Linked DNA regions of Salvelinus alpinus: region 1 is linked to region 2. Evidence: chromatin contacts called from public Hi-C data. All regions are on one chromosome and are shown on one strand. The core of a region is the stretch at or near the end of the contact, and the rest is flanking DNA. Distances in the headings are between cores, read along the strand shown. Region 1 holds the start of plk2b (polo-like kinase 2b (Drosophila)). Region 2 holds the start of LOC139545249 (mesoderm induction early response protein 3-like).

The links. Hi-C and Micro-C count contacts between places; a contact is called where the count stands out from the background.
Region 1: a contact with region 2 is called in a Hi-C map of muscle, with 13 times the contacts expected there. The contact joins the promoter of plk2b here to the promoter of LOC139545249 in region 2. A contact is called at or near these places in 3 of 3 Hi-C or Micro-C datasets (liver, muscle and red muscle).

What each region holds. Positions count from the first base shown.
Region 1 is chr19:29,203,878-29,208,055 of SLU_Salpinus.1, reverse strand. plk2b (polo-like kinase 2b (Drosophila)) reads left to right here and starts at 2,754. Exons shown (of 13, transcript XM_071352836.1): 1 at 2,754-2,995; 2 at 3,158-3,265; 3 at 3,387-3,503; 4 at 3,733-3,862; 5 at 4,048-4,178. The coding sequence starts at 2,804.
Region 2 is chr19:29,039,945-29,043,991 of SLU_Salpinus.1, reverse strand. LOC139545249 (mesoderm induction early response protein 3-like) reads left to right here and starts at 1,266. Exons shown (of 13, transcript XM_071352829.1): 1 at 1,266-1,366; 2 at 2,106-2,130; 3 at 2,424-2,569; 4 at 3,534-3,668; 5 at 3,967-4,047. The coding sequence starts at 1,358.

The DNA.
Region 1 (4,178 bases), core at 1,505-4,004, 160 kb before region 2:
TTATATCGCCGCCCATGTCTGATATCTTAACTTTCTCTATGCCACAAAATCAAAAGGTAGAAATGTCATGTTCTTGGTCTTTAAAATGTACTGTGACTAGATAATACCTGTCGTTTCTCCTGATTGAACTATTACGTTCACTAATTGTCTGTTTGAGAGAACCAGAGGTTTTACCTACAGAACACAGGCCACATGGACATTTAATAAGGTAAATAACATGGGTGGTAGAGCATGTAATAACGTCATTTATTTGGAACCGTTTTCTTGTATGTGGGTGGCAGAAACATTCACACTTCATTATATTGTTGCACTGTGCACAACCTCTGCATTTATAGTTACCATTCGGAAGAGGGCGTTAAAGAGCCCGGCTCATTTTCTTTTGTGGCTGGCAGTTGGCATGGACCAATTTCTCGTGTAAATTGCTACCTCCTATATACAATAAATCGTGGATTCTTAAATTCAGTTGGCAAAGCTGGGTCTGATCATAAAACATGCCCGTGTTTCTTGACAGCATCTCCCACTTTGCGCGAGTTCAAAGTATATGTGGAGGTGAACATTACAGAGTGTTCTTTAGCTTTAGTGGGTCTTTTTTGTAGCAGTTCATCTCGTGTTTTCACTAATGCCAAATTAAGAGCTTCATCCACACATTGTAATACTAGCAAGAGCAGTTTGTTGATTTATTGAACAATATATGAAGGGTGAGGTGTGTGCCAAGCTTCATTGGTCACATGTAAAGGAAGGGAATTATAAACATGTCCTTACACTGTAATTAAACCAGGTGCCAGATACTGTATGTCCTGTGAGAACAAATATGCAGAGCATTTGAAGTAATTATGTAAATTAGTCTTTCCCACTGTGGTGTGAAAGTAAGGTTGCAAACTGAGAGAAATTAATACAATTCTATTTTCTGGATGATGTTGACAATGTTTTTTGTTCCCAGCTGGGTTATTGTGTTATAAAATGTCCATTCTGTTGGCCTAGTCATTTTCACTTCCACTGAGTTACAGGAGGCTACTATGGAAAAAGCTAGAAGAGCATTAGTTATCCAAGCTGATCACTGCACTGGCCAGTGCGCAATGATATAGAGATTAGAGCAGGACATACAGTAGAGAGCACAGCATTTGTCTGACTTCATATCATATCATCCCCTCTAACTAAAAAGGCACGTTAATTGTATTGTCTTTCCACATGCCAAGCAGGCAGGAGAGAGCAGAGGAACAGTAGTAGACCAGTGAGGGAAGCACGGGCAAATTCTTAAGCCAACTCCTGTTGTGCATGTCTCCCCCTTAGTCAGCAGACAGAAGCAGTCACACAGGAGGTGGGAAGGTTGTACATCCCAAATGGCACCCTATTTCTTATATAGTGCATTACTTTTTACCAGGGCCCATCGGTATCTTGTCAAAAGTAGTGTGTTATGTAGGGAATAGGGTGCCATTTGGAAATCAAGGCGGCACACGGTCTCCACTGGGAGCCTGGGTCAATGTGATCATAACCCACAGATCTAAAGCCTGCAGAGGGCTCTGCTGTACACCACAGAGTACCCATGGCTGTGCCCAGGAACTATGGTAATCTGCTCTGACATACTGGCAGATCGTAAAACTGTATTCCAACCTGGAGGACTGTAAAATAACCACCTGATGGTGCTAGAACCTCAAATTAAAATCAGAGTGGCAGAAAGCCACAGTTGTATTAATTTACACTCACAATTTTGTAGAATTTATATGTGCTGTAGCAATGTATATGATTTTACAACACATACTGCTGTTTCTAACTCTGAATGCTCGGCTATGAAAAGCCAACTGACATTTACTCCTGAGGTGCTGACCTGTTGCACCCTCTACAACCACTGTGATTATTATTATTATTTGACCCTGCTGGTAATCTATGAACATTTGAAGATCTTTGCCATGTACTGTTATAATCTCAACCCGGCACAGCCAGAAGAGGACTGGCCACCCCTCAGAGCCTGGTTCCTTTCTAGGTTTCTTCCTAGGTTCCTGCCTTTCTAGGGTGTTTTTCCTAGCCCCCATGCTTCTACATGGTGCAACAGGTAGCCTTGTGGTTAGAGTGTTGGGCCAGTAACAGAAAGGTTGCTAGATCGAATCCCCAAGCTGACAAGGTAAATATCTGTTGTTCTGCCCCTGAACACCGTTCCTAGGCGGTCATTGTAAATAAGAATTTGTTCTTAACTGACTTGCCTAGTTAAATAAATAAATAAACTTCTGCATTGCTTGCTGTTTGGGGTTTTAGGCTGGGTTTCTGTATAGCACTTGTGACATTGGCTGATGTAAAAAGGGTAATATAAATACATTTGATTGATTGATTGATTGATTGATTAATACTGTACATACAGAACACATGATTTAACCATTTGGTTTTCATCACTGATTCACCCAACTATCAGATTTGATTAGTTGTTATCAAGATTTTGCTTGTGCTTGATATAAGTGTGGTATATAAACACCTTAACACTGAGTATATGGTGTTGATGATGATGTAATGGTAATGATGAAGATTATAATGATGATGATTATTAATATTTAGCATTGCAAGATTGGGTAAATATTTTTCATTTTATCCAAGCCTTTTCCTTTATCGTTAGCATATAAACACCAGTCATTGACATGCCAGTCCTGACTGTGAGGGAGCTCTACCTGACCTCTAGAGTGACGTCGTAGAGCCAGCCAGACAAAGGGGCGGGGCCTACGATGTCATTCTGGCTAGTCAATGAGACCAGGCTGCATATAAACCCAAGCACTCTTGACTGCATTCAGAGTACGAGCAACGAAGTCATCACCTCACTATGGAATTACTGAGGAATATCTCTCAACAGCCGACGAATAGCAACAGGATGTACGAGCCCAACCAACCCGGTTCCTGTGAACTGCGGAGAAAGAGAACTGAGGACCACGGTCATGCACCTGCAGAGATGTCGAAGATTATCACGGATCCTGCCACCGGGAAATGTTACTGCCGTGGGAAAGTTCTGGGAAAGGTAGCCATCAGTGAATTACAGAAACACGCAAATTACGCAAAGATAAACTGTTCTTTATAACTGTCTACTTTGGGAATAGTACACTGTTATTCCAAAGCATGGACACTTTAAAGGAACCTGGTAAATATGCTTATCAATATGATTGTGTTATTTTATTTTCAGGGAGGTTTCGCCAAGTGCTATGAGATGACCGACCTGTCCACGAGTAAAGTTTATGCAGCGAAAATTATTCCCCACACGCGCGTCTCCAAACCGCACCAACGGGAAAAGGTAAGAGCGCGCACCACTATTCATCATGTATTATAATGTCTATATAGATTGAAACTGAATGTCCAGGACTTTTGGTTAATTAATTGCTTTTAATAATCACTATGATATATCTTCTCCATAGATTGATAGGGAAATCGAGCTACACAGAGTTCTCCACCATAAACACATCGTGCACTTTTACCATCATTTCGAGGATAAAGATAACATCTACATCCTCCTGGAATACTGCAGTAGAAGAGTGAGTGTTAACTGCTACACTTGAATACTAAGCCTTTATTACTGAACTGGACTGAGAAATTCCTGCATACAGTAGCAGCACCTCAAAACTACAGCCCTTACTGGGCAGCAGACATAAAATGGGGAAACAAAAAATAATACCATCTCTGGCTAATGTGAAAGAGATGTTCTTATTTTCCATAGACTGCCTTGACTGATCTAATATTTATTCCCATGTTATCTTTGTACAGTCTTTGGCACATATCCTGAAGGCACGCAAAGTGCTCACAGAGCCTGAAGTGCGATACTACCTCCGTCAGATCGTCTCAGGGCTGAAGTACCTGCATGAACAAGATATCCTACACAGAGACCTCAAACTTGGTAAGCATCTATGGCAAGAGACACAATAGAAGCCAGAGTCATTATCATTCAATTGGCTTTGCCAAGCACTGTGCAGAGGGATTCAAACCTGCAACCTTCACCTGTCAATCTGTAAACCAACCAATTTATGTTATTGATGACTCAGTAAATGGTATAATATTTGTAATCGTCTTCTCCCCTCCTAGGTAACTTCTTTGTGAGTGAGTCGATGGAGCTGAAGGTGGGAGACTTTGGGCTGGCTGCCAAGCTAGAGCCTGCTGGTAACAGGAGGAAGACCATCTGTGGGACACCCAACTACCTGTCCCCTGAGGTGCTC
Region 2 (4,047 bases), core at 17-2,516:
AAAAACATCAGTGTACAACGTAAAACACCAAATAATGCATGCAGAATAAAATTAGACCGATACCCTTTTATTATCAAAATCCAGAAAAGAGCCATTCAATTCTACAGCCACCGAAAAGGAAGCGATTCCCAAACCATCCTTAACAAAGCCATCACCTACAGAGAGATCCAACCAAATCATGAGAAAAAAGAAAGATAATTACTTGACACATTGGAAAGAATTAACAAAAAAAACGAGCAAACTAGAATGCTATTTGTCCCTAAACAGAGAGTACACAGTGGCAGAATACCTGACCACCGGGTCTGACCCAAAATTAAGGAACGACTCAGTGAGCATAGCATTCCTACTGAGAAAAGCCTCCAAAAGTAGACCTGGCTCTCAAGAGAAGACAGGCTATGTGCACACTGCCCACAAAATGAGGTGGAAACTGAGCTGCACTTCCTGACCACCTTCCAGATGTATGTTCATATTAGAGACACACATTTCCCTCAGATCACACAGACCCACAAAGAATTCGAAAACAAATCCAATTTTGATAAACTCCCATATCTACTGGGTGAAATTCCACAGTGTGCCATCACAGCAGCAAGATTTGTGACCTGTTGCCACAAGAAAAGGGCAACCAGTGAAGAACAAACACCATTGTAAATACAACCCATATTTATGCTTATTTATTTTCCCTTGTGTACTTTAACCATTTGTACATTGTTACAACACTGTATATATACAATATGACATTTGTGATGTCTTTATTGTTTTGAAACTTCTGTATGTGTAATGTTTACTGTTCATTTTTATTGTTCATTTAACTTTTGTATATTATCTACCTCACTTGCTTTGGCAATGTTAACACATGTTTCCCATGCCAATAAAGCCCCTTGAATTGAATTGAATTGAGAGAGAGACTCGATCTATAGTAGTTCAGCTGTGCCCCCTGCTGGTTTTGTAATTTGGGTCTGCAAAGGGTAGGGACTATGGAAATGGCCTGTTAACTGGTTTACCTGAATTGACATTGTCTGATTTAGTTGTAGTACATTTAGTAAATTGCATGATTTTCATCTATTCAAGGAAAAGGAAATTCAACATTATGAATAGTAATTTCAGAAGTTATTCAACAGTATCTGCTTGGATAGTGGTTTCTGACGGATCTCAAATTAATACAAACCAATTGAACGTTTGCCAATCAGTACATTTTTATCCCAGTCAATTTTTACAGTAACATTCCTGGCTAGATTTTGACTGTAGTTAGCCTACCAGTCTTTAGTTTGAAAGACGTCACGACTACTGTTACCTGGATCTCTGATTGGTTCAGAGACTCTATCCGGGTACTGCGCTGGAACGAGCTAAAGGTACCAATATGGCGGAGGTAAGAGGGAAAACAGGGGAGAAGCATCAGATTTTAAATCGATGTTTAGAAAATGTGTGTTGCTAACTTTCTATTTAAATGTAATCGATTACATAGATTAAGATGTTTTTGTTCTATATTTGTGGTTTTGTGTCAAAATTGCCGCAAATATCCCTCTAAAATATGTTTGAATGTATACACCGATCCTTCACGACAAGGCCTGTTCGCTCTCAGCTGCTTTGCTAACGTCTACTGGGCAGACTCAAACGCCAATTTGATGTGGGAAGAAAAATAAATAGACTTGATTTGCAATTAATTGCGATTGTGTTTTTCGGTTCTTGTGTAAAAACAAAAACATCGCCTATAACTGGTGAATTGTTCACAGTTTTAGGTTACCGTGTACAGAGGCTAAACAATAATTGTTTTTTATTGTCAATAAGGTTAGCTTTAACGCTAATTTCAGAGCATTGGCAGTACACAAAACTGGATATAGGGGCCTTGATGTTATTTTGCGTGCCACATCCAAATGGTATCATATTGCTACTTAATATTCAAATTCTATAACATTAAATAAACCGCTGTGCGTTCGGTATGTGTTTTCAGGTTGCGGAAAAATGCAGCTCTGTTTATTTATTTATCCTGCTGGATATTATTGACAATGTCTGCTGTAAAGAAAAAAGATTTTCGAACGTGTAACAGTAATATTCACAGATTTTAAATTGCTTAATTGGTGCTATTATATTTTTGTTCTTCTAAACAGGCTTCCTTCGGGAGTTCGAGCCCAGGTAATGTCGGAATTATTTTTTTTATGGAATTTGAATGTGAAATTATGAATATGACATGTCCATTTTATATTCAGTTAATGTTTTGATACCATGTAGCTAAATACATGTATAAAATATTTATTAAGAAAGTAATTATTGTAAATTATGTAAATCATTTAATTATGCTGTGGGTGCGCCAATGGTATTGACAAGCAGTGGCATTGCCAGTTTTGCCAAGAGTATCTTAATTTATTTGCGGTTGTCCTTGTAACCGTGCCTTTAAACTGCATTCTAAAATAGTTTTCACTCCACAGTTGGCTCTTTGTCGTCGGAAGATCATGACTTCGATCCGTCAGCCGAGATGCTTGTTCATGAATATGACGATGAGAGGACTTTGGAGGAGGAAGAGTCATTTGAGGGCGAGAAAAACTTCAACTCAGAGATAGCCGATCTAGAGAAGGTCGGTTGGCTATAGCTCCAGATTGTAACACCAGATAATGTGATTTAACCCAACTTTTTTTACCATTATACTGGTAGTTACAGGTGTGACTATACAAAACATCAGCAGAGATGAACTAACCTTGTATTAGCGATTGGTGGAAACAGGAGTCTCGTAAAATGGATGCATCCAGTTGCACGGGGTCCGTTTGATTTGAGAAAATGCTCTGCTATCAAAATAATGTTGATCATTAAGTAATCGAACAATGTGTACGTCGCCACCTTGTCCATTTCAAGTCTTCTCTCATTAATTGAGACAGGTGTGTCCACCCCCAAAGTGCTGCATGACAGACAGCCCTGTCTCGATCAATGTGAAAAGACTTGAAATGGACAAGATGGCGGCATACACATTGTTGGATTACTTCATGAACCAAAATATTTTATTTATTTTAATAGAGCATTTTCTGAATTCAAACGGACCCACTGCAACTGGACACAGGCATTTTATGAGACTCCTTTTTCCACGAATCGAGGACAAAGATGGTATCGCCAATACCAGGTTAGTTGGAAAAATCTCTGATAATGTTTTTTAATATCCACACCTGTAATTACCAGCATAATGGTACACATCTTTTTCCCATTAAATCACATTATCTGGTGTTACAATCTGTAGCTAGGTTGGCTAATAATATAAATTAATGTACTGTTTCCTTTCTTTTAGACAGGCATTGTAGTTGTCATTTTTATTGGAATATTTTTAATTCTGTCTATGCTTGAATTACCACTTACTTCCCTACTTCAATTAATAACATGTTATAGGCTGGGGGGGAAGCATAATGTATACATGACTATGTTCTGTGTTATTATGGAAACAGACACTGTGTCATGGAACTTTTTGGCTAACCATTCTTCACATAGCAGACATTAAATATCATGATTTTGATTGTAAAGACATGGTCTAATATGATTTCTATTTGTTGTAACAGGAGGGGAACATGCCCTTGGAGGAACTGCTGGCCATCTACCGCTACGAGGCGTCTGTCAGTACGGCTGCAGGATCCAGCATGGACAGCTCTTCTGGGGAGCTGACGGATGAACTGCCAGACATGACTTTGGACAAGGTGAGCAAAATTCAGTCCAATATCAGATTTGGTAAAGGAAATATTTAAAAAATGTCACCATGTACTGTATAGACAAATTTGTGGATATTGAAAGGTTTTCAGTCAAATGTATTTGTTATATCCTCAGTAGGCCATCTATCCCAACTATTATTACGTTATACGTGTCTTACTTTTGTATTACCTCCAAGGTGTGGTTACGACAGATATGAAACAAAACAAACTTGGAATTTTTAGGGTCAATTGATCCTTGGCCGGGTTACCTTCTAACGTTACAAATGGTGATTGTGTTCTTCCACAGGAGGAGATTGCTAAAGACCTGCTATCAGGAGACTATGAGGAGGAGACACAGTCCTCCGCTGATGACCTTACTCCTTCAGTC